Regions from separate parts of the Mus musculus genome. Here regions 1, 3, 4, 5 and 6 are each linked to region 2. A link is a contact called in public Hi-C, HiCAR-type, HiChIP or PLAC-seq and promoter capture Hi-C data. All regions are on one chromosome and are shown on one strand. The core of a region is the stretch at or near the end of the contact, and the rest is flanking DNA. Distances in the headings are between cores, read along the strand shown.

Region 1 (2,700 bases), core at 36-2,535, 330 kb after region 2:
CAGACTCAGCCCCAGCACCAAGGCCAAAAGCACATGGGGTCCATGGCAAAGGCACAGGCAACGTTTTTTGTTTGTGATCCCTCCCTGTGGACTGGAAGGCTCTGCTGGAGGTGAAGGCATGCAATCTCAAACAACAGGAGGCTGTGGGAGAAGTATCTGGACATCAGCTTGGAGAGGGAGGACTCTTCCCTGGGCCTGAGGATGGAGCACCTGGGGTAAGCAGCTGTCTAAGAAGGCCAAAGCTTACTACCAGGCCTGCTGGCTCCTGTAAGAAAGAGGAAAGTAAAAGAAGCAGGAAGAGGGGGGAAGATGACAGGGAAATGGAGGGGGAGGACAGAGGAAAGGAGAAGACAGACTAGGACTTCAAAGGGGATAAAAGAGAGCAGGGAGAGACAGAGGAAGGTGGAAGAGAAGTAGAGTAGGGGTGAAGAAAGATAATAAGGAAGCAGGGGAGAGAGGGAGAACAGAAGGGAGGAGAAAGAGACAGTTGGTGTAGCCGAACCTCGGCTGCCAACATATTGGGTGGAGGAAAAGCCCTCAGAAATGGGGAGGGGAGCATGCTGGCAAGATGGCTCAGCGGCGAGAACACCGACTACTGCTCCTGCAAAAGACTCGGGTTCAATTCCCAGAACCTATGTGGTGACTCACAACTGTCTCTAACTCCGGTTCCAAGGGATCCGACTCTGTCTTCTGGTCTCTGCTAGCATCAGGCAAACTCACGGTGCACAGGCACGCATGCGGGCAAATATACCGATGTGCATAAAGGATAAATACTGTTTACTGTGGGGAGGGCCAGGTTGAAAGGATACCGAAGTCGTCCCATCCAATGCGAGCCTGTGGGCTTTGCACAAAGACGGGAGGAGTGCAGGACCAGAGCCCAGCCCTCCATCTGCCCTGAAGTTGGATCTGTGGACATCAGAGGAATCTCCATGCCGAGATCTGCAGGAAGCAGAGCACTGAGGCAGTGGAAAGTAGCTTCCTGACACCCAGAGCCAAATGACACAGGCTCTAAAATAAAATCCCAAGCATCTAAACAAGGCCATATGATCCCGTTAACCCTGACCTGGCTCCTTGGAGCTGCCAGCTCACCCTGCAGCTCCCAGCCTGGTTGCCAGAAAGCCCACGCTCTGTGAAAGTCTGGTAAGCACCCAGTTGCCACCATAAGAGCAGAGTGGGAAAGTATAAAGGGTTCATATTTTCCTGCTCACGACCCGTCCCAGCCACCTTGTGGAAAGGAGCAAAGGTCACTGAGGACAAAGTGGCAGCAAGAATATTGGCTCCAGGTTCTGGACTCTGCCCAGCCTGGGATCGTCTGTCCATGACCTGACGTGGCATCTTGTTTGGCTCTCACCTGTCGTCAGGAGCCCACAGACCTCATCCACTCTCTGCGCTTGCCTTCGGCCTTGGGTTGGGTTCTGAGGGGCAGACTCTGCTCATCTCAGAGAAGGCTAGGGAGGGTAGCTGCTCTACCTTGTTCTTGAACTCCCAGCTCCCCGGCAGAGCCTGGCACATGGTGCCTGTTATTAGTCTATTTGTTGAAAGAATGAATGTGTTGGGTGAGCTATTTTTCATTTGTTGTTTAGAAACAGGTTCTCCATCCCATGGGCAAGCACCAATCCCCGATGCTGTTAATGATAGAAACTCTGTTATGTATGCAGACAAGAGTCTAGCATGGCTGTCCTCTGAGAGGCTCCACCCAGCAGCTGGCTCAAACAGATGCAGACAGCCACAGCCAAACAGTGGATGGAGCTTGGGGATTCTTATGGAAGAACAGGAAGAAGAATTGCAGCCCCTAATGGGATAGGAACTCCACAGGAAGACCAATAGAGACAATTAACCTGGACCCTTATGGGCTCTCAGAGACGAAACCATCAACAAAAGAACCATACATGGGCTGGTCTTTGGCCTCCCTGCACACAAGTAGCAGATGTGCAGCTTGGTCTTCATGTCCCAAACAACTGGAGCGGGAGCTATCCCAAAAGCTGTTGCCTGTACATTCGATATGTTCTAACTGGGCTGCCCTGTCTGGCCTCAGTGTGAGAGTATGTACCTAGCCTTACAGAGACTTGAAGTATAAGGGTGGGGGAAGACCCAGGGAGAGAAGGGGAGAGGCAAGGATTGTGGGAGGGGGTGGCTGAGGTGGGGGGCAGTGAGTGGGACATAAAGTGAATATGTAAAATTAATAATAATAATAATAATAATAATAATAATAATAATAATAATAATAATAACAGGGTCTCCTGTAGCCTGGGTGAGCCTTGAGCTGACTGAGGCTGCAAATGGACCTGCATTGTTGATCCTTCAGCCTCCACCAGTGCCATGGTTGGGATTGTGCCCTCTTCTGGTCACCACGGGTAACTGCACTCATGTGCACATAGCCACACACAGACAGACATACACACATACACATAAATAAAAAGAAAAATAAATCTTTTTTAAAAGTGCATTCTACTGAGCCACAGCCCTTAAATATTTTTTTAATAAAACTCCTGAAGTTTAGTTTTCTTTTCAGATACACTAATGTTAAGCTGAGAGCTACAAATTCAAGCTACAAATTCAAATGTTGCCTATATTAAAATATAGACATTAGGTATAGGTAATACAGAACAAATTAAGAAAACTGTATTTTTTTATTATTACACTTTCTTAATTCATGCATGCTTTGAGATGGGAATAATAGAGACTTCGTTTACATAGAAA
Region 2 (2,700 bases), core at 198-2,697:
CTGGAACTCCACAGCTAGCTTGGAGGTTACCTGGTTACTTTCTTCCTTAGCTGGGTTTCCACTCTGCCCCAGGGGTCAGATCTTTCAAGCCACAGACAGACAAACAGACAGACAGACATGGACAGACACAGACAGACAGACAGACAGACACACATGCAAATGCACTGCTTTAACCAGGACAGAGGGCTAACATTTCTAGGCATGCATGTGGCTCCAGCTCAGAGGGACAGGCTCTGACAGCCCTCTCCCTGCAGGTGTCTGTCCGTCTGCAGCTGTTTCTGAGTGTACTTGGCATGAGTCGTGCTCGGTTCCTCTGCAGGCTTTGCCTGATTCCTGCTCTCTCTCTCTCTCTCTCTCTCTCTCTCTCTCTCTCTCTCTCTCTCTCAATCTCTCTCTCTTTCGATGATGTCTGGACTCCTTTCCCTGGAACCCAACGCTTCTGTCCTTTGTGCTCTCTGTGGGGAAGGTGGGGAGCAAGGCACTGCCCTCCTCCTGGGAGCTGTCTGCTGGTCTCGGTCTCAATTCTTGCTCAGGCCAGCCTTAGAAGCAGGGCAGGGCTGAGTGAGAGACAGAGGACTACCAACATGGGCATGGCTAACACCGGCTTACATACTGCTTTATCATGGCATTCTCAGCAACCCGAGTGGGCACACAGAGTCCTCCTGATCTTGGTTAGATCTGCCTGAGGCCAGGATAGGGTCCCTGCAACCATGCCTCCCTCCCCTCCTCCACGGCACTCCATCGCTGCCCCCCCCCCTGTCTCCACCCCACCCGTCCAGGAACCAAGCTCCTGAAGACCCCAGAATAGTCACCCAGACCTCAGCACCGTCCTAGCCAGGCCTGGCATGTGCTAACACGCAACAGCATGGTCTAGCGGCAAAGTTCTGCATTCAAGGATTGCCTTTGTAGGAGACTGAGGTCTCTTTCTCCAGCTTCCAAGCCTAACCCAGACCGGTCTGAAGCCTCACCAGGACCCGCTCTCCTCCCTCCCCATCAGTTTCTCCCCTTCCCCCACTCTATCAAAACACAATATAGAAGGAAGGATGGAATAGAGAAGGCATCCACAGGAGTCTATAGGATGGAGGAAGTCCGCAAGTGAGGCAGGAAAAGAGGCAAAGTTCCCCTGTTCCCCCAGGTGCGCACATCCCTGCGCCCATCTCCCGCGGACACCCAGCGTCGCCAAGACGCAGCAGCAGCGACAGCCACTCACCTGGGCAAGGCGGCATCTACCCGTGGCGGGGAGGCTCCAAGGCCGGCTCCGCAGGGCGCCCGGGCTCCTTGGCTCGGCCACGCATCCTTCCTGGCCGGAGACAGGCTCACGCTAAGCGCTCCAGCTGCAGCGATCCAGCGAAGGCAGGCAGATGGTGGCCTCGGACCATCCACGCGGGGAGAGCCCTGAGCAGCTTATTCAGTTATATCCATGGCATTTAGCAAGAAGAAGGGGCGGGAGGGGGAGTACAACTTGTGCTCTTCTCTTCCAGATTTTAAAAAAATAAGGGGGAAAAAGGATAAAAAAAGATAATCCCTTCTAGGAAGATGAGGGTAGGATTTTCCTTGTTGAAGAACCCCCCTGGCATCCCCAGGAACCTGCAGCCTCTTGGAATGTGGGATGTCTTCAAGTTCAGACCAGTCTGTCGTGTGTGTGTGTGTGTGTGTGTGTGTGTGTGAGCAAGGCACTCACACCCACAGGCACACACACACATACACTCCCCCGCACTCCCCGCATGCACACCACTGGCCCCCCCCACGCGTGCGCGCAAAGCGCTCTCTCTCTCTCTCTCTCTCTCTCTCTCACACACACACACACACACACACACACACACACACACACGCAGCGGTCGCACGCACGGATCTGTGAGGATGCTGTGCGGGTTATGCAGGCAGCTGCGGCCAGCGGTGCAGACAGCCTTAGAAACCCAAGGCGCCCCAGGACTCCGAGGCAGAGCGAAGCGCTCTGTCCCCGCCGGGCTCTCCAGCACTGCAGCCCCCAGTGGCCGCTGGCGGAGCTGCAGTAGCTCCGGACCCCAGATCCTGCTTCAGCCGGGATCCACAGCCCCGGAGGATCCTCGGTTCTAGCAGCGTTGGTTCGGAGTAAATGGGTTGGAACTGCAGCCCAGCGGGGCCGCGAGCCCTGAGAACCCCGAGGACCCGCTTGATCCGCCGCGCAGTGACACGACAGCTCCTGCGCACGGTTATCCCCGCGGCCAGGTCGAGTCCGTACTGCCGCCTCTCGTGCAGAGTACGCCTTGCACACAGCTACCAGCCCGCCGCCTGCTGGAGGAAAATTGGACCGCGTTGGCTCGGGGCTGCGGGTGGGGTTGGTGATGGGAGGATCGTGCCCACCCAGCCCTGAACCCAGCTAGGAGCCATCACTTTGGCTCCTATAGCAACCCGTGCTAGTTGCACACGACACACACGACAGACTTTTCCTGAACATTTCAAGACTGTCTAGGCGAATGGAAGCTCTTGTTTGACAGCCCAGCAGACCATCCTCCTCCACCCACCCTCACGTGACATAGTACGATTCCGAGGTTCTAGATTAAAGCGAAATGTCTAAGGCACGTGGTAGGTAGCAGAGTAATCACTCTGGGCTGGTCGTAGGCTTAGAATCACCAAACTAGTTCAGCAGAGTCTTAGTGGCCTCTGGGCTCTCAGTGGCCAGTTTCTGGGGAAGGTAAGCCTAGGGTTTGAAGTGCCGCC
Region 3 (2,700 bases), core at 163-2,662, 280 kb before region 2:
ATTTTGATGAAACACAGATTCCAATGCAGGTGCCCAAGACACCTAAATTTTTCTTTTCCCCAACTTGTGCTTCAACTCTCTCTTCAAGAAAACCCTCTCCTGATGTCTGGGCTCTTCCAGTCATTACCGTTAAGTCACAGGTTTCTGTGTTTTCTCCGGGTTTTCTCATGATTTGCTTTTGCCCATTGATAACCCCTTTGGACTAATTTCTGATACTGGTACAAAAATCCAGCGGGATTTCCCTGTGTCTCTGCCGCACCTCAGGACTTAGGCTGGGCCTTCAGAGTAAGCAGAGCACCTGAACCTCACAGCACACCCCACAGGGGGCTGATCTTTTAGAGCCCTGAAGAAGCATGGCTGTTCTGTCCTCTGCTGCCTCAAGTCCTGCCATGCTTCTCCCATTCAGTAGATGCTAATGCTGAGGGCTTTTGCTGAGCAACCCTTTGGGTCCTCTCTATCCATGTGGAGCTCTGAGACCTGGCCACTTCATTTCCCAAGGCCATGCCCTGGAGTGGTTAGTTCCACACTTGCTAAGCAGGCACCAACGGTGGGACATGTCTGACAGCTGTGCATATCTGAAAGCCTCCATCCTAAGTCTCCCAGAGACTGGGGTGTATCTGGTGCCCAGAGTTCCAGCTGGGTCTTACCTAAAACTCCCTTCTTTGCTGAGCTGCCTTTGTATTTGCTCCCAGATCTCTAAATACACCATTTGCACATGATCAGTGCACCGACTCTGCAGAACTGGCCTAAGAAATCCCCTTGGAGGCTTACAACAGAAATGAGCTGGGTAGCATAGAGGGGCCGGAACTATAGATCTGCAAAGAGAGAAGACAGGTAGGGCTCATTGCAATAGCCCAGTAGATGCAGGCACTGGCTGTCAAGCCTGGCAGGTCTTCTATCTCCAGAACCCACATAGTGAAGAGACTCAGATCCTACAAATTGTCCTTTGATCTCCTCATGTGCATCGTGGTACATGTGCATATGGTGCATATGAGCCATGTATATAAATGCATTCTTAAAAATGAATAAAAATGAGAGAGAGGGAGAGAGAGAGAGAGAGAGAGAGAGAGAGAGAGAGAGAGAGAGAGAGAATTCATCTCATTTCTTCCTCTACCAGCCTCCTGATCATCAGCAATTACCACTAAGGGGGGAGGGGGGAGGTGATTAATTTTCAGTTTACCTTTTCATTAAAATAACAAACCTCTGCTTTTTTCAGGCTTAATTAGATCTCTTCTTGGGTGTGACAAAAAGTTAGTTGGAAATGAAAGGGGCATATCAAGGAAAAAATACATTCCAAGTGAATAATTCAAGATCACGTCCATAATTAATGGCATTTGGCTTGCTTCCTCTGGAAGCCTAATCATAGCGCAATGTGCTAATTAGAGCGGTTTGGTGCGGATCAATGGGCCAGGTGTGGAGACGGCGCCTGGTTTCCGTCAGCGCTGCAGCTTCGTGGAAACACCTTACATGTGAAATGAGTCTTGTCTCTTTGAAGACTTAGAAGCAGGCCGGGGATCTAAAAAGGATACAGACAGATAGGAGTTTGATCACCACACACAGCAGGTTGGGGTCGGAGAAATTACGAAGCGCTGTCTCTCTGTCGGGGGTATAGAAGGCAATCAGGAGCTAGTACCTCCGGCGCCTGCGCAAGACACAGAGGTGGCCACGTGATTTGTGGCAGCGCTCGGAGCACCCTGGGAAAGGTTGGACAACTGAGCATCTTGCATTTATTCTTCTAACTGCACACCACTTTTCTCTGCCTCTGCATGTTGAAACCTGGTATCCAACCCAGGGCTCCGATTTTGAGTTAGATTTAGCATATAAGGATGGACGCTCCCTGCACGTCTAACTTCCTGTCAGATGTTGCAGTGGGATGATTTCCACCAGGTCTGACTATACATTGGATATTGTACCTGAGGAGACCCTAAGAGAATGGAGGGAGGAGAAAGCCTCCTGTTTACTTCTGCTTCTTCCATCTTGAAGGCCCAGACATGAGCCGCCTCCATCCAGAGTGGGAACTGAGATTTCAGATCCTGCCAGATGTTACAGCAGAGATGGTGGAGAGAGTGCCATCTTAAGTTTGCTACAGACAACAATTTCTGGTCAAGCCAGTATGAAGCTGAGTATGGCTGCCTTACCTCTTTGTCCCCCAAAGTCATAAGATACAGGATTTGAGTGGTTTTTGAAACCCCTCTCTGTCTCCTTCCCATGACCGCTCAAATGTCTGCCCTGCTCTACCTCAGAGGGATAAATCATTCCCTGTGGAGTTCTCCAGCTCAGTCCAGAGTGACCTGTATGTTACCCCCACCCTCAGCATCCTGCCCACAGCCTTCCCTGTGGACTGTCGATCAAGCTTTGCCATGCCTGGAAAAGCACCTCTTTGTTAACTGTGTCGCCAACAATCATTGGGGCTGGAGTAGTGCTCACTAGTTAGGCGTGTTTACTGCTCTTTCAAAGGATCCAGGTTCAGTTTCCAGCACCTCCACTGGGCAGCTCACACACCAACTGCTCCAGGGCCATCCACTGGCCTCTTCTGGACTACACAGACAACTGCAATGCACATGCACACACACCCACACACAGATACACATAGTTACACGATGTAAAACATCAATTAAATCTTTTTTTTTTAAAGCATCTGTAATCCCAGCATCCAGGCTGAAGGAGGAGGATCATGAAGGTTAGCCTGAACTACAGAGC
Region 4 (2,700 bases), core at 16-2,515, 500 kb after region 2:
CTTCCTTATCAAAATGTAATCTTGGGGCTAAAGAGATAGATGGCCCAGAAGTTACGAGCACACATTGCTCTTGCAGACGACTGGAATACAGTACCCACATGGGGCAGCTCATAGCTTCCTGCATTCCACCTCCAAGGTATCTGACGCCCTCTTCTGGCCTCTGCAGGCATCTGCACTTATATGCATATATGCACCCAGAGACTTAACAGCAGATAACTAAAAATAAAAAATAAGGATCAGGTGTAGTGGCACATGCCTTTGTGGGTTCAAGGCCAGGCTGGTCAAGACAGAGAGACTCTTTCTCAAGAACAAACAAGGAAATAAAGAAAAAGTAAACATCTTTTCAAAATGTAATCTCACTCTTTGTCTTTTTCAGATGCTTCCTTGCCAGTTCTCCCCAGCACTTACCAAAACACATGAAGTTATTTTACTTAGCGGATATAGCAGCTGACCCCTGCAAGCTCCGGGAGAGCAGGGCTTTTCTTTGCTTCTTCCTTTGGTCTGTTCTGCACCTCAGTGCCTGGAACCGTTGCCAACAGAGCATCTGCTCAGCATGCGCCCTCAGGCAGGCACAGGACTGATGAAGGGGACGAAGACTCTGAGCAGGGCAGAGGCCTGAGGATGGCCGGGGGTTTACTGCCTTCAAGCCTAACTCGGAGTGTGAAGCATTAGGTTTAAGGAGATGGCCTGCCTCAAAGAAATAGGTGGAGATTGACAGAGGAAGGCACCTGATCAGGTCTTCTGGCCGATGCACTCACGGGCGAGCATATGCTCGTGCGCATGCGCAAACGCGCATCCATCCACCTACCCACTCGGGCTCACAACGAACATAACATGCAGACCCTGAGTAGCAACAGACATTCTCCTCTCAAATCATTGGTTTCTAACTCATGTCCCACAAAGACCCTCTTTTCCTAAACCCGAGTTCCCCCCAACGTGGGCGGGGGAGGGGGGTCACTACAAGTCCCTCCTTCATCACAGGCCTTATCTGTTTAAAACAATGAGAGGCCTTCTCCCCTAAAACTCAGTCGAGTCTGGGTAAACGAGAGAGGAGAGACGGGGTAGAATTGGCCCAGCCCTCCCCACCTGCCAGCTTCCTGTCTGCCTGCTGATAAATAGGGGGAATACACATGGCCAGAGTTTCCATTCCCCCACCCTGTCACCCTGTCAGTCATCCAATTAAAAAAAGATGAGTGAGAGAGCTCCAAGGGTGGGGCGGGAGGGCCTGCTTATAAAGCCTGCAGCTGAGTTGTGGGGAGCACCAAATCCGGTCCTCTCTCTGTCATCCCCAGCCAGGCTTAGCTGCTGACAGCTGCTTGGGACTCTGCCGCCAGGCCCTTGGCTGGCTTGACAACCTCTCCACATTTCGGCCACAGTTCCTCCATGGCTCAGAAGGAAGAGGCCGCTGAGGCTGCGGCGCCAGCCTCTCAGAATGGAGATGATTTGGAGAACCTGGAAGACCCTGAGAAGCTGAAAGAGCTGATCGATCTTCCGCCCTTCGAGATTGTCACTGGGTAAGCCTTGTGTGGGGGCTGGGGCTCCTGCCTGGGAAAGGGTGGGGTCTGAGCAGGCTGTGGAAGGTTAGGACAAGAATAGGGAAGCCCAAGGTCAGCCACAAGCTGTGCGTCCAGCATGCTAGCAGGAGGCTTCTGGGCAGCAAAGGCCTCTTGTCTTTTTTAATTAATTAATTAATTAATTAATTAATTAATTAATTAATTTGAATCAGTGTTTTACCATGTAACTCTGGCTGGCCTGGATCGCACTATGTAGACCAGGCTGGTCTTGAACTCACAGCGATCCTCCTCCTGCCTCTGCCTCTTCATTGCTGGGATTAAAAGCAGCTAACACCAGGTCCAGATACTCTTGGCTTTTTGAGGTGACAACTTAGACCCTGTAATCAGGAGGATGTGGAAGGAATGGAACCCCCAGAATGAAACTACATAACATTTTCTTCATGGCAGTCTCTGCAAATGTGCAAAGGCAGAATGGGTGCCATACTGAGAGAAGTTTCTGGAAGAGTGGTGGTATGGATGCTGTGGAGAAGGAGAAGGGGCCCTGGCAGCGATCGGTCTTGCGGGGTATCGGACATCATCTGCCTGTGCATATAGCCCAATCCCAACAAGTTCAGTGAGAACGGCATATTTAAAGATGGCCCCAGCAAGAAGTCATCTCCAAGCTGCAGATACTGGAAGCTTAAGCACAGTTTATAGCCACTGGGCTCAAGTTAGTCTACAGGGTCCCCTCTTGTCCAGATTGTGTTGCCCCCAGAAATGAATGCAAGTAGCCTTTCTCCTTATCTCTCTCTATTCCTAGAGAGGAAGATGCCGCTAAATCCAAGTTTCCTTCCTGAACTTCGGTTCCCTTCATAGCATTTCTCCAGCAATGCGCGCAAAGGCTGGGTGGGGGCACACCAAGTCTCAGGAGGAACAAAGGCCTGAAGGAGGAGGAGCAGCCCTGGGGAGCAGTTTGGACTTGCTGTTTTATGCTTGACCTGTATTGCTCCAGGCCTGGCCTCTACTTTCTTGTTTCAAACATGAGGAAGCTACCCGACTTGATTCTTAATGTCCCTTCCTGCTCAGATATTTTCTGACTTCTAAGAGAACCCAGGGGGAAGTGTTGCTTGGTTTCTGAGATGTGAGTAGGCATTGAACTTCCATTCACTCTTGCTCGCCCAGATCATCTTGCGCTCATCCTAGGATT
Region 5 (2,700 bases), core at 156-2,655, 440 kb before region 2:
CACTCCAGAACAGCACCACAGCTGGGGAGCAAGTGTTCAAACACACGAGTCCACGGGGGCTATTTTATATTCCTACCATGGCATGGCCTGAACTTTAGCACTCCTAAGTCTGGGGCAAACTTTAAAAGACTTGAATCAATAGCCAGCCTATGAGAACAGCAGGAAATTTCAATAGCCTACTTCAAAGAGTGGACAGAACCACCACACAGAGGATCCGTTAGAGAATGGGACTTGAGTAATGAGCTAGACCAATTGTGCAGGTGCCAAACACTCATGAGTGCTGGTAATAATAATTTTTCTCAAGTGGATATGGAGCAGTTGAGGACAGAACGTGTTAGGCTACACATACCTTAATAATTATAAAAGGATTAAAATCAGTGAGAGTTTATTTCCTAATCACAAGGAGACTAGCAATGTAAGGGTACCTGGAATTAGACAACACATTCTTATAAATCAAAGGGGGAGAAATCACAATGAAAACTGAAGCTTGAGACAAATGAAAACGAAAGGAAATATCCCAAACTCACGGATGCAATAAAAGCAGTGCCGAGGGGGACATTTTATACCTGAAGCTGAAGCTGAGATTTCAAATCATCAGACATTGTACCTAAGAAACTAAAGAGAGTAAATATTAAACCTGAAGATAGCAGAAGATAGGAGAGAAAAATTAGAGCAGAGATAAATGAAACAGGCACAGGACGGGAAATGTTAGCTCTCTGAGGAAGAAATCAGCAAAGCTCTAGCTAACCTAAGAAAAGAAAGACTAAGAAATTAAAGAAGGGTGCAGCAGGTTTTGTGGAAGAGGGTCTATAAAAGGATTCTAAGAGTCATTCCCTGCCCCCCCCCCCCATATTAGTTGACTTGGGTAAAATGGCTGAATGTCTACAAACTCAACCAAAACCAACTGGTAAAATAAAAGAAAATATAAACAGGTCTAGAGCCAACACGGAAACTCAATCAGCAATCAGAAATTCCCGTTTGGTATGGGGGCTGAGGGAGAATTGGGACTGAGGTGCATATTTTGCAGACCTGGCCTCCAGGCTCTCCCAGAATCCCTCAGTTCCTGCTTGGCACACCTGCCCCCAGCCCTGTACTTTCCAGCCCAGGGGCTGGGCTGCCCTTTCCCCAAGGCTCCTCCCTATATAATCCAGACATTTTAGGCTCCCCGCTTTTTTCCTCTCCTCTCCCAGTGTGGTCACCCTTTCTCTCTTTCTCTTCCCCGTCTCCACCTCCCTAAGGGGACTTCTCTGGCCTCTGTTCTTGGGACCAGTGAACACCCCTGAGATCAGCTTCCCAATAAACCTGCATCTAATCTGGTTTGAATTGGCTCAGTTCACAGGTAGCAGAGAAATCACCTATCACTACTGAACAGTACAATGTCTAACAGCAGTTGGCTTTATTGAATGTTCAGCTGGACACTGAGAACAAATATTCCAGAAGCAAAGGTACAAGTGTGCAATCCTTGCTCTCAGCAGACTTACACAAGAAAGTCTAGAGTCCATTTGGATCTGGAAGCATCCAAGCCTGTCCTTTTGAAATTGCATGGAGATTTCATCATATAGGTGTGATTGATGTTGCCATTGGTAATAACCTCTATCTTTAGCCTCTGTCTCCTGGAGGATCATGGGGCCAAAATCCAGTCTTTTAATTACACCTTGTTTCTAATAACCAGCCCCCACTATGAAACCCTTTATGGCTTCATTTATATTAGCATATAAATGACACTTGCCATTCACAAGATTCAAAGGATTTAATGGCTAGAGAGTTGCAAACAAAGGTGAAGGCTTTGTCAACTTGGCTAGATTTAGAATAACCATGGCAACTGAACCTTTCAGTCCTCAAATTGCTTCAGTCAAGGATTTTGGGGTTGTTGTGATAAAATGCCCTGACACGAGCAACCTGAGGGAGAAATAGTGTATTGTGGCTCACAGTCAAGGCTAGAGTCCACCATGGTGGAAAGGTCAAGACAGACAGCCACATTGCATCTATGAGCTTACAGGCGATTCTTCTGGGCTCCTCATGGGGACCTAGCACCTGCTTACACCATCACCTGCCCCCATTGCCTGCTGCTGGCAGGTGAGGGCTGCATATAAAAGGACTGCCTGCAGTCCAGTTCTCTTTCTGGTCTCTCTCTCCTCTGCTGTGTCCTTCTCTGTCCCTCCTCCCCTCCCTCATGGCTCTGCTTCCATCTGTCTATATGTCCACTCATCTGTCTCTATCCCTTCTCCAGGCCCTCACTCCCCTCACTTCCCCCAAGAAAGCCCCTTTATACTACATCTATTGCATGGCATAATTTCTCAGGGGGACCCCTCCTCCACCACCACACTATATTTCATATCAGCATCCACAGTCAGGAAGCCAAGGTAAATGCAGTGCTAAGGCTCAGCCATTTATGACATTCATGACTCCATTTATGACAGTCCAGGATCCTTCCCAAGGAATGATGTCACCACAGCTACGATGGGTCTTCTTCCATCAATGAGCTGAATTGGGTAAGAGACTGTCGAGTTAATAATTAATATTAACCATCACAATAACCAAGGGAAAAATATAAACACTCATTTTGCTCGTTTGTAGTTCACTTCAAAGATTACTAATTCTGGAAGCCATTCAGTTAAACAACTGATGCTTCATCTTTGGGACAGATGTTGGCTAGCCGTGTAGATAGACAAGTTATTCATTTAAAAATTGTTTATCTGA
Region 6 (2,700 bases), core at 67-2,566, 500 kb before region 2:
AAGAATGACTGCTTGCCCTGGTAGGATGTGTCCAACAGGACCTAGTACAGCACCCCAGGGGAGAGGCTAGCACAGGTGTTTCTGTTTAAGGTCCCACCTTTACTGTGCCCCAAGAGAGAGTGTGAGGCCAAGGGGCCATCAGCTAGTCACACTGCACAGGCCCCCTCACAAAAAGCACAAAATCCATGATGAGGAAGAAAAAAATTATTTTTTGCTAGTATCGGTTTTTAAGAGCTCCCATGGTGGCCTTGGCTATCCTAGCGCTTTTCACTCAAGTACAAAGTTCAAGGGTTTGGAGAGCCCTGTAACAACAAGCCTGCTTTATCTGAGGATCCCAGAGAGGCAAGTCTGAGGAAGTGAACGCTCTGACATAAGCCTGCCTATGTCTTGAGCAAGATGGGAGAGGCAAATATTGTGAAATTCAGAGTCCTGGGACTTCACGCTCAGTTCTGGAAGACAGAAGCGGATGGAACAGTTTCGCAGGTTTCCCTAACCATTTAGATAAAACAACAAACTTAAGACCTACCGTCACTGGAAACACTCGGAGAAGTGCAATACAGGACCCTGCCCCTCACTATGAAGACAGGCAGGAACTCCTTATCACGGAACCTGATCTTGCTCTCGTTCTCATCAAATGAGGCCACCCCATCCCAAGAGAAAGAAGATAGGTCATGGAACCCTGCCACAACAAAGTGACAACCGGCTGTGCCGGACACCTGGCTAGCAATATTTTTTAGTCCTTGTCAAAGAAGCAGTTGTCCGGGGGACACCTGACTGCACTGGCACCCTCCTCCCCGGAGGTGAGGAATAATGTTTAATAGACTGGGTGGAAGCGAAAGCTGGAACAGCTCACTGGAACCTAACTCTCACTCCTTAATAGCACCCCCTTTTCCTGCTGCAGCACAGCTACCTGTTATTAGGTGGTTCTCCAGGGAAGGGGGTGCAGGGGAAACTGAGGAGTCCTTCCCGCTGGGCAGGAGTGAACTCAAGCAACCCAGCAGTGAGTGCCCAGGGTCCTCCCCAAAGGAAGCCTCAGGACAGAGTGCATTCTGAAGATTAGGGTGGCTTGGATCGCCCTCCAGGTAGGTGTGTGCAGGCGGGCTGGGTGGGCTCACCTCCCTGGTAGGTCTCGAGGGCTCCCCGGGGCGAGGCTGCGTCACCGGAGCCCCCGAGCTGCAACCCCGAGCATTGGACCTCAGGAGCTGCCGCACTATTCCGAACGCAGGCCGCGCCGCCATGAAGTCAGCAAAGGAAGTACCCGGCCTGAAGTGGGCCTCCAGAGCACTCTAGCCCGGGACCTGGAACAGAGTCATTTCGGAGGGGCGGAGCAGAGGGCGGCGCCCAAGTAGCCAATCAGCGAGGGTGCCTCTCCGCATTGCCCTCTGGAAGTTGTAGTCCACGCGTTCCGCCCCCTTCCAGGACGGAAGCGTGTTCTTGTGCAGAAATGCCAAGTCTGGGAGAGCTATGTTCTTTTCCTTCAGCTTTGCTTGGTCTTGGATTTAAGCTGTCTTTAGATGCAGAATTTAAAGGGGTGACATAAAAACTTCTAGGCACGTTATACTTTTTTTTTTCTTTTCGTTATGCAGGGGAGTAGAGACCCTTACACAGTGTCTCAAAGGTGTAACCCTGGCTGCCCTGGAACTCGCTTTGTAAACCAGGATGGCTTCAAATGTACAGATCGCCTTCTGCATCTGCTTCCCGAGTGCTGGGATTACAGCCCTTCAACTCTGACTCCAATGAAAATAATATTTTCTTTTTTTTACTCTTTAAATTATTTTTTAATGTATGAGAGTTTGCCTGCCCACCCTTAAGTGCACCATGGCGCAGTTGGTGGCCATAGACACCAGCAGGGGGCGTCGGATCCCTTGGAACCTGAGTTACAGATGGTTGTAGGATACCATATGGGTGATGGTCCCCTGGAAGAGCCGTCAGGCCTCTTAACCACTGAGCCATCTTTCTAGTCCCTTAACTTATTTTTTAAGTTAGCATACAAAATAGCATGCTACTTTATGACATAGTCTTAAGTCAAATAATATCTCAATACATAAAAATCTGCTTGGGTGCGCCAGTAAAATACCAATATTCTATTTAAAAACATCAACTTTACTAATTGCCTTCACTTTACCCTACACCAGACTCTGCTTGTATCTCAGCTCCCTTCTTATGGACACTCTAGTTGTGTCTCCCATACATCAATAGTCTTTGTTTCTCCGTTTAAAAACAGATTTATGAAAGGAAGACACAAAAGAATGGGTGACCCTCGAATTGCTCCCTACACACAGAACTCTGAGCTAACCATCAATCCCATGACCCTGGTGTGGATAGAAAGTTTGTGTAGCAATTAAGGAAAAAAGTCTCAGAGAGTGGAGGCAATTTTTCCAGAGCTGTGTAGCTGATTAAACTGCCCAAACCTTGTAGAAGTTAGGCCTGGTTCTTTCTCCCAGTCCCATGCTCCCAGAAAGAAGACTCAGATTCAAAATATATTTACAACTACATTGGCCATATAGTTAGGCTCTTCTCTGATTAGAATCATAACTTACATCTTATCTTGTTCTACATTCTGGCACGTGACTGGTTACCTGTGCTCAGGTACCATGAAGCCACGACCAGCATAGAGCATGTGTGAGCTGTAGTTGGAAGAGGAAGTATGGCATACAATCCAGAAGAACTGACAGTTCCTCGGCGACGGAAGAATAACAG

Evidence for each region. Promoter capture Hi-C pulls out the DNA fragments that hold promoters and counts their contacts. A called contact is a pair of places that touch in the nucleus more often than the background predicts. HiCAR-type assays count read pairs that join an accessible place to other places. HiChIP or PLAC-seq counts read pairs in DNA pulled down with a chosen protein or histone mark.
Region 1: a contact with region 2 is called in a Hi-C map of cerebellar granule neurons, with 4 times the contacts expected there. The contact joins the enhancer-like site here to the promoter of Lrfn2 in region 2. A contact is called at or near these places in 5 of 39 promoter capture datasets (the SN4741 cell line, cranial neural crest, frontonasal cranial neural crest and 2 more), 13 of 484 Hi-C or Micro-C datasets (cerebellar granule neurons, cerebral cortex, cortical neurons and 7 more), 5 of 115 datasets of contacts at active chromatin or transcription factors (VIP interneurons, astrocytes, embryonic forebrain and 2 more) and 1 of 9 other capture datasets (embryonic stem cells).
Region 3: an H3K4me3 HiChIP or PLAC-seq map of embryonic basal ganglia shows a contact between it and region 2, with 3 times the contacts expected there. The contact joins the enhancer-like site here to the promoter of Lrfn2 in region 2. A contact is called at or near these places in 11 of 39 promoter capture datasets (cranial neural crest, embryonic stem cells, epiblast stem cells and 5 more), 2 of 484 Hi-C or Micro-C datasets (cerebral cortex and uterus), 8 of 115 datasets of contacts at active chromatin or transcription factors (bone marrow-derived macrophages, embryonic basal ganglia, embryonic forebrain and 5 more) and 1 of 9 other capture datasets (liver).
Region 4: a contact with region 2 is called in a HiCAR-type map of astrocytes, with 5 times the contacts expected there. The contact joins the promoter of Apobec2 here to the promoter of Lrfn2 in region 2. A contact is called at or near these places in 1 of 39 promoter capture datasets (cranial neural crest), 2 of 484 Hi-C or Micro-C datasets (cerebellar granule neurons and cortical neurons) and 8 of 115 datasets of contacts at active chromatin or transcription factors (astrocytes, bone marrow-derived macrophages, cardiomyocytes and 5 more).
Region 5: a promoter capture Hi-C map of liver shows a contact between it and region 2, with 3 times the contacts expected there. The contact joins the enhancer-like site here to the promoter of Lrfn2 in region 2. A contact is called at or near these places in 12 of 39 promoter capture datasets (the 3T3-L1 cell line, cranial neural crest, embryonic stem cells and 6 more) and 6 of 115 datasets of contacts at active chromatin or transcription factors (astrocytes, bone marrow-derived macrophages, embryonic basal ganglia and 3 more).
Region 6: a contact with region 2 is called in a promoter capture Hi-C map of liver. The contact joins the promoter of Mocs1 here to the promoter of Lrfn2 in region 2. A contact is called at or near these places in 7 of 39 promoter capture datasets (cranial neural crest, embryonic stem cells, frontonasal cranial neural crest and 4 more), 1 of 484 Hi-C or Micro-C datasets (uterus) and 10 of 115 datasets of contacts at active chromatin or transcription factors (bone marrow-derived dendritic cells, bone marrow-derived macrophages, embryonic basal ganglia and 6 more).

What each region holds. Positions count from the first base shown.
Region 1 is chr17:48,597,141-48,599,840 of GRCm38.p6, reverse strand. No RefSeq gene overlaps it. Among named protein-coding and RNA genes, the nearest start is that of Gm30419, 16 kb to the right of the region's middle. Within about 2 kb of position 1,285, at least 8 of the 459 cell types and tissues checked have an H3K27ac peak or open chromatin away from gene starts, as enhancers often do. A contact at or near this core is called in cerebellar granule neurons, where this site is marked.
Region 2 is chr17:48,931,329-48,934,028 of GRCm38.p6, reverse strand. It overlaps Lrfn2 (leucine rich repeat and fibronectin type III domain containing 2), which reads right to left and starts at 1,447. Exons shown (of 3, transcript NM_027452.3): 1 at 1,211-1,447.
Region 3 is chr17:49,211,818-49,214,517 of GRCm38.p6, reverse strand. No RefSeq gene overlaps it. Among named protein-coding and RNA genes, the nearest start is that of Gm30475, 41 kb to the right of the region's middle. Within about 2 kb of position 1,412, at least 3 of the 459 cell types and tissues checked have an H3K27ac peak or open chromatin away from gene starts, as enhancers often do. A contact at or near this core is called in embryonic basal ganglia, where this site is marked.
Region 4 is chr17:48,431,293-48,433,992 of GRCm38.p6, reverse strand. Apobec2 (apolipoprotein B mRNA editing enzyme, catalytic polypeptide 2) reads left to right here and starts at 1,265. Exons shown (of 3, transcript NM_009694.3): 1 at 1,265-1,514. The coding sequence starts at 1,384.
Region 5 is chr17:49,367,811-49,370,510 of GRCm38.p6, reverse strand. No RefSeq gene overlaps it. Among named protein-coding and RNA genes, the nearest start is that of Gm41594, 9.2 kb to the left of the region's middle. Within about 2 kb of position 1,405, at least 6 of the 459 cell types and tissues checked have an H3K27ac peak or open chromatin away from gene starts, as enhancers often do. A contact at or near this core is called in liver, where this site is marked.
Region 6 is chr17:49,426,980-49,429,679 of GRCm38.p6, reverse strand. Mocs1 (molybdenum cofactor synthesis 1) reads right to left here and starts at 1,316. Exons shown (of 11, transcript NM_020042.2): 1 at 1,116-1,316. The coding sequence starts at 1,238.